Regions from separate parts of the Mus musculus genome. Here region 1 is linked to region 2. Evidence: chromatin contacts called from public HiChIP or PLAC-seq data. All regions are on one chromosome and are shown on one strand. The core of a region is the stretch at or near the end of the contact, and the rest is flanking DNA. Distances in the headings are between cores, read along the strand shown. Region 1 overlaps Lrrc20 (leucine rich repeat containing 20). Region 2 holds the start of Lrrc20 (leucine rich repeat containing 20).

Region 1 (3,717 bases), core at 555-3,054, 61 kb after region 2:
GCACACAGGGGGAGGGGCACACTCAGAACACAGGGAAAGTGTGCTGGTACACATGGGGAGGGGCACACTCAGAACACAGGGACAGTGTGCTGGTACACAGGGGGAGGGGCACACTCAGAACACAAAGACAGTGTGCTGGCACACAGGGGGAGCACCCCAGTACACAGGGACAGTGTGGTGGCCCACAGGGGGAGGGACACATCTAGAACACAGGGGGAGGACACACCCAGAACACTGGGGGAGGACACACCCAGAAAACAGGGCCAGTGTGACTGAATTATCTATCTTCCAGCTCAGTTCCCAAGCTCACATTTTCCAACCCCTGAGTGACAAAGGACTTTGCATTTATCCCCACCCCCCCCTTTCCCTGAGCTCTCTGCACAGATTTCCTTTGCTGCTGTGCTCCAGGCCCCTCAGTGCTGTGCCCTCCCCCACCCCTTTCCATTTCCCTTTGGTTGCTCCCAGCCCCACCACATCTGCAGAGCTCCACCACATCCTTTGAAAGAATGGGTCCTGTCTGCCTGTTTATTTTTGAATAGGCAATAGACACACAATGCAGTGGTCCAGTCAAAGGGAATAATAGGGGGAAATAAGTCTCTCTCGTTCCCCCCACCCCCCGAAATCTAATTCCCTGCCCAGCAGCAGCTGTCTCTGCCAGCTCTTGAGATGTTGCTAGCCCATGAAATAGAAATTTATCTAGTATTAGTGACATTTACAGCGTCCCATAGCAGACATCTTTGTGAATCCCTTCCAAGTATAAATTGCTTAAAATCGTTACAGTCCTCTCACCTCTTCCCTGCCCTCTGCCTCTGCCTCCTCTTCTCTCCCTCACCGTGTTTCTAGCTCTCCTGATATTCTTCCCTTCTCTCAGAGAGCACAAGGAATTTGCCCAAGGTCATACAGCAAGAGGGTGGGGCTGAGACCATTCACTAGAAAAGCATACATGTATCCTTTTACGTTCTAGTTATTTCTTTAACTCCGGTGGATGCTGGTCTAGCTAGGGATGTAGCTCACTTGGTAGAATGTTCCTGTGGGTGTGCACAAAGCCCCGGGTTTGATCCCCAGCACCGCTAAACCTGGCATGGTGGTGTATGCCTGTAGTGGTAATACTTGGAAAATACAGACTCAAGAATCAAGAGTTCAAGGCCACCCTCTGCTGCCTAGGGCATATGAGTCACTCCTGGGCAATATGACATGAGAACAGCACTAACAAAACTACCTTTATGAGGCTTAGTTAGGGTTTCACTGCTGAGAACAGACACCATGACCAAGGCAAGTCTTATAAGGGCTACATTTAATTAGGGCTGGCTTACAGGTTCAGAGGTTCAGTCCATTATCATCAAGGCAGGGAGCATGGCAGCATCCAGGCAGGCGTGGTGCAGGAGGAGCTGAGAGTTCTACATCTCCATCTGAAGGCTGCTAGTGGAAGACTCACTTCCAAGCAGCTAGGAGGAGGATCTTAAAGCCCATGCCCACAGGCACACACTTCTTTCAACAAGGCCAGATCTTCTAATAGTGCCACTCCCTGGGCCAAGCATATACCAGCCATCACAGAGGCCTTTCTGGTGGCAGAACAGTCAATACTTTCTTTTACTCACAGGCCCTCTGGCCGTCCCCACAGTTCAGTCGGGAGTGTGTTTCCTGGAAGCTTGCCCTGTTGCTTCCTCTCTGACTTGACACCCACCGGAAGCTGGGTGTGTCCCACCTGGCAGCACGCATCATCCCTTGGAAGGACGCTTAGCTGCCCCACTGACGCCTAGCTCTGCCAGAGTAGGCAGGGACAGCTGTTCAGGAATGCCGGGTCAGAGCCTCCTCGCTGGCTGAACCTTGCCGGGTAGGCTGGCACATGCCCTTACAGAGCAGCTGTGCTGTCACATACAAGGCCAGCCTTTCCGTGCCCCCTGCCACCCCCCCCCCAACGGAATCGGCTGTTTTTCTCTTCCTCCAGGGTTAATGGGAGTCAGCCCTGGCAGCGGTCCAAAGCATAGCGGAGTCAGGAGGGATAAGAGGAACTTGCCGAAGGCAGGTTTCATCTGACAAACACTAGATACCATAGCTCGCAGGCAGGAGGGGGTCATTGAGCAAGGGATTGTCACCGCTGGGGCTGCTCGCACCGGGGGTAGCTCCAGAGCAGTATGCAGCAGGCTCTTCTTTCGTGGGATTCCCAAGTAGTCTAGCTCTGACCCCTAAGACAGTCCTTCAGACCTGAGCCCCTCAGCCAGAAGACACTGGGCAAGTCACCTGGGTGCTGTGATCCTAGGCTGAAGAGCAAAGCCAGGCCTTGGCCTCTGGCCATGTCTAGGTAGAAGGAATGTCAACACAATCAGATCAAGTGGCTAGGGCTGTTTTCTCTGACATAGAAACAGTAGGCAAAACAAAACAAAACCAAAAACCCCACAGGGCCCCAGAGCAGGCCATATGGAAGATAGAGTGGAACAGTAGACAGCTTTGCTGGCCCCAGTTGGGTCTCTCTAAGCCTTACTCGTTCCTTTTCCACCAGTCTGTTTTGTGTTGTCCTAACGAAACACCTAAAGCTGAGAAATTTACAAAGTGAAGAGGTTTTGGCTCCCAACTGAGGCGGCTACAGTGGCTTGAACAGTAACGCCCTGGTGTCCTGGCTAGGGTGCCTGCCTGGTTGCATCACAGTGTAGCTAAGAGGGAGTCGCTGCATTGGGTAGCTTCTCTGTAAAGTGACTCACACTCTTGAGAACTATCCCACCCTGCAAGAAAGGCACAGGTCCCTTGGTTCATAGCCTCCCCCTCTGCACTCCCTTCCCCATAATAAACACCGTGTACTGAAGGAAGATAAAATATTGTAACTTGTGAGTTGTTTAAGAGCCCACTGTCCCGATGAAAAGGTATTCAAGGACAAATGGGGCTACATTATCTAAGTTCACACCATCTGGCTGGAACCTCCTTTCTGTTACCCCTTGGCGCTGAGTAAAGTCATATACATCAACTGGTTGTTATGTGAACAAAAAGATAAGCCCCCAGCCCACAGGAACAAAGTCCTGATGCACTGTGTTCTTTCTGTTAATGTTTGAATAAGCCAATAGTGTGTCACTATGCTGAATTCCACACCCCTAAGCCCCTTACCCCATAAAAGCCCCTGGCTTTTGAGCCTTGGGGCGGGCATCTGTTATCTCCTGTGTGGGATTCATGCCGGTCCGGAGCTCCGTAATTAAACGTCCTCATGTAATTACAGCGAGTGGGTCCTCGTGTTTCTTTGGGTGCTCTCACACTCCCGAGACTAGAGTGGGGGTCCCCGAAAGGGGGTCTTACAGTACTTGCTGCCCACTTCCCACTTTCGGAGACGGGGTCTCTCCATAGCCTTGGCTGGCCTGAGCCTCATTCTGTAGACTCAAACTCATAAAGATCTGCCTGCCTTTGCCTCCCCAAGTGCTGGGATTAAAGGCATGTGTGGCACACCTGGAACACTGGTTCTACATCTTAAAGTCCCCTACCCCAGTTCCCTCCTTCCCCAGGGGTCAGGCTTACAGCACAAGCGCATTGGGGGATGCTCAAACCCAGTCTGAACTGTGAGCATGGGGAAGCATTCACTGCACAGTGGGTGATCCTGTGTGGTTAAAGACAATTTGCTCGGTGCTTAGTAGCCATCATCCCTGTGACAGGATTCAACATCACCATGGAAACACACCTCTGGGCATACCTGGGACGGTCTTCTCAGAAAGGTTTAACTGAGAAAAGAAGACCCAC
Region 2 (3,404 bases), core at 733-3,232:
GCTGAACTGTCTGGAAAGTTATTAATAGACACAGGCCCTGGGATCCTAAGCCTCAGAAGACTGTGAACCAGGAGGCTTTCTGACAAAGTCCAGTGCATGTAGCAGTGAGCCAGAGGTTGTTCTGGTGAGGTGAGGTGAGGACCACAGCTGAAGTTGATCTCTGATTTCGACTTACATGTGTATGTGCCTGTGCTCACAGATGAACACCACACACACACGGACATGGACACACATACACTTTTTTAAAAAAAGTCAATTCAAAGGGGTCTGTCAGGAACCTCAACAGGACAAACTCACTAGGGAAAATAGTACCTGTTCTAGAATCAGGTCACTTCAGAAACAGCAGAGGGCCTGCCTAAAATGTAGCCAGCTGAGTGGTCCTTGTGCCCATTGTTTATTGTCATATGAGTGTCCTCTGCTTCGTTAGGCAATGAGTCATCATTAAGCAATGTATCTTGTCTCCTTTCACAGAGTTCTCAAGGATGGAGAAGCAGAAAGGACTCTAAGAGCCCAGGCCATTATATCCCTAATGGGAGGTGTTGGGTTATGACTAGTTTATTGCTTAGCCTGGTAGGGAGGGGCCTAGTGAACCTGGTCAGTTTCAGGGACTTCCTGAAGCTAATTTGAGTTTGTTTACCTTCCTCTTTAAGGAGGTTCCCAAAGCTATTTTAAGTGCTTATTGCTTAAGGAGCTTCCTACAGGAAGCAGTGTTTTTGGAAACTGTTACACAACAGGAGATCTGTGAAGTGGCTACATTTTAGAAGCTGTGGTCCTGGTGGCTAGTCTGGCAGCCGTGAATACAAATTACTCAAAAGAACAGCAGCATCTTTTGCTAGTCTGATTTACTGACTAGAAATTTAGTGACACAAAAGGGTTAAAATGTTGCAGGTCCAGAGCCAGACTGGCATTTTGTGGCATCTTTATGTCCTTTAACAACTACTGATTGCTCTGCCCTCTACTTGGCTTAACATCTTTGTAACTATCCAGTAAGTCAGAGTGCAAGAACAGATCTCTAGTTTCCGATCAACCAAAGGGCTAAGAATGCTCTCAGGCTAGCATCTGGGGCCTATAGCTGAGATCTTTTTCTCCTTTGCTGTAGCCTGTTTACCTGATATCCTCACCAATACAATTGAAAAGTGCCTTGTTTTTACGTTTTTCTTTGTTCTTCATTAAGAGGCTGGAGAGACAGCTACACCGTTCCTTTGCAAGGGTTGTCCAATCATGTACAGGATGGTTCATAGCTGTTTGCAACTCCAATCCCAGGAGATTTGACCCCTCTTTTGGCCTCTGAGGACACCAGACACATAGGTGGTGCACAAATACACACGCGGGCAAACACGCATAAAATAACTAAAAAAAAAAAAAAAAAGCACAAAATAATTCACAATTTTTATCAAACTGTTACCATGTTGGGACATGGAATAACCTGTATTTGTGTTCCCGGGCTAGGGTCGCTCCTATTTGGCTCTAGGATAAGCCATCTCTGATCCCCTTTGAGGTGAGAGTTGTGTTTTTGCGTCGCAGCAGCGCTGGACTCCACAGTCCCTTCATCAGTTCTCACAGCGACCCGTGAAGCAGGTAGACTTTAGTTCCATGTTTACTTTAGTCTGAAGAGATGAAGTTACAGTGCGGCTTCAATTAGCGTTTCTTTGCGTTTTCCAAAGTTCCCCGATCTGCTGAACCCGGCTCATCCGTGGAATTAAAAACAAAATAAAATCCAGCCTGGAGAAGCATCCTACACAAGAAGATGCAGGGCCCCGCCCCTAGCGCGCTGGCTTTGCCGACTCCACACAAAGCGGTTCCTCCCTTGGTTCCCGAGCGCGCAGGAGGAGTTGCGCGCTGATTGGTGCGCGCGGGCGGAGCGCTGGCCCCTCCCCGCCCTGGGTCGTATCCTGGTGTCACTATTGGCTGAGCGGCCGTGCGCGCTGAGCTCCCTGCCCCTTTGGCTCCGCCCCTCGGGCTCAGAACTTGCACCGGGTGCCGTCGGTCGCCGCGGGAGCGTGAGTGCTGGGCGCTGGGCTCTAGGACGCATTGTCGCCGTAAGTGCTGCCTCCAGCGGCCCACAGGCTTCGCGCCGCGCTGAATAACGGTGGCCAGAGGCCGAGCGTGGCAGGGGCAGAAGGGAAAGCACTGGGCTTGGCCGTGTCCCTTCCCCTCCCCCAGCACACCTGGTAGCACCGAGTCATGGCTCGGGCGGTGCCCAGAGGTCATGGACTATCGCTTGCGGTAGTGGGAGGCTCGTGGTTAGAGCTCTCGGACAGCCCGGCTTCCGTCTCCCCAGTGAGACGCCCTTGCCCATCGGGAGAGGCAGCTGCGCATGTCACTTGGGAGTGTGCCTCTCCGCCCCTGGCAGCGTGGGACGCCCCCGGCCTCTGCGATCACCAGCGTCCCCCCTCTGCTTGCTCCATTTGTCCCAGTTCCTGTCTGCCAGGCCAGCGCGAGGCTGGAGACGAGCAGCCACTGGCTGTGAGAATGGGGTCCAGGGATCCTGTCCTTGGCCACTGTGTACTGTCGGTACAGTCTAAGGATGCTCACGCGGGGCTCCCCAACTCTAAAGCTGAGCTGCGAAACCAGGCGCCAACGTGTCCAGCTCATTGCCCCAGCGGGCTCTTTCCCCTGGGTGAGAAAGTGGGTCATCTCTGCTCTGGTCTCGAGTGGACCTTTGGGACTGTTGGGGTGTGATTAGCATTGTGCCCCTTACCTCGCCACATCAGCTCTTGGCTTCAGCAGGGTCCCGAAGTCTGTCTGGAGCCAGCGGAGCCAGCGGTGGGGCAGATCGTGCGCATGGCTGCGGAGGCTCCGGTTGCCCCGCAGAGCGGCTGCCAGGCTCTAAAGTTCCCAGTTGACCACAACAGTAACTAAATATAGGACCAGCTGGTGCGGCCGGAGTGTCGCAGTGGCTCCTTTGCAGAGATCTTAGGGCTGCAGATAATGAAGTTGAGTTCTGACCCTTAAAGACTGGGTCATTGCCATGGTCAAGGTTTAAATACCTCAGCCCCAAGTTTGGAATTTAGGTGAGATCAGTTTCAGATCTGCCAGAGAAATTATACAGTGTTCACAATCATAGCTTCCTCAAAGCAGAATAGCACACTCACCTTCAATTTATTATATGCAAACTTCCTGTCTGTCCTTGTTTGATGACCTAATAGTTGGTCCTGGCTTAATGCAGGAAGCCCTTAATGGCTTGCAGAGTCTTTTCTTAGAAGTGATTTTTTTTCAGTTAATTTTTATTAACAGTTTCATTGAGGAAGGTGATGTTTCCATCTCACAACTGGGGCTGCCCCACAACATTGAGAGCTTTCCAGAATTCTGCTTGCATTAGTTAGGCTCCTCAGGAAGGCCTCCAGAGGTCTGGAACAGACCGCAGGCCTTCTCTGTGGCTTGTCTTTATCTACCTGTTGCTG

The links. HiChIP or PLAC-seq counts read pairs in DNA pulled down with a chosen protein or histone mark.
Region 1: an H3K27ac HiChIP or PLAC-seq map of trophoblast stem cells shows a contact between it and region 2, with 29 read pairs. The contact joins the enhancer-like site here to the promoter of Lrrc20 in region 2. A contact is called at or near these places in 3 of 39 promoter capture datasets (the HPC-7 cell line, frontonasal cranial neural crest and maxillary cranial neural crest), 3 of 484 Hi-C or Micro-C datasets (bone marrow-derived dendritic cells, liver and muscle stem cells), 5 of 115 datasets of contacts at active chromatin or transcription factors (cardiomyocytes, embryonic stem cells, heart atrium and 1 more) and 2 of 9 other capture datasets (adipose tissue and pancreatic islet).

What each region holds. Positions count from the first base shown.
Region 1 is chr10:61,534,552-61,538,268 of GRCm38.p6, forward strand. All of the region lies in intron 3 of Lrrc20 (leucine rich repeat containing 20), which reads left to right. Among named protein-coding and RNA genes, the nearest start is that of Npffr1, 59 kb to the right of the region's middle. Within about 2 kb of position 1,805, at least 166 of the 459 cell types and tissues checked have an H3K27ac peak or open chromatin away from gene starts, as enhancers often do. A contact at or near this core is called in adipose tissue, cardiomyocytes, heart atrium and 3 more, where this site is marked.
Region 2 is chr10:61,473,851-61,477,254 of GRCm38.p6, forward strand. It overlaps Lrrc20 (leucine rich repeat containing 20), which reads left to right and starts at 1,983. Exons shown (of 5, transcript NM_153542.1): 1 at 1,983-2,039. It overlaps D830039M14Rik (RIKEN cDNA D830039M14 gene), which reads right to left and starts at 2,831. Exons shown (of 1, transcript NR_166099.1): 1 at 1,377-2,831.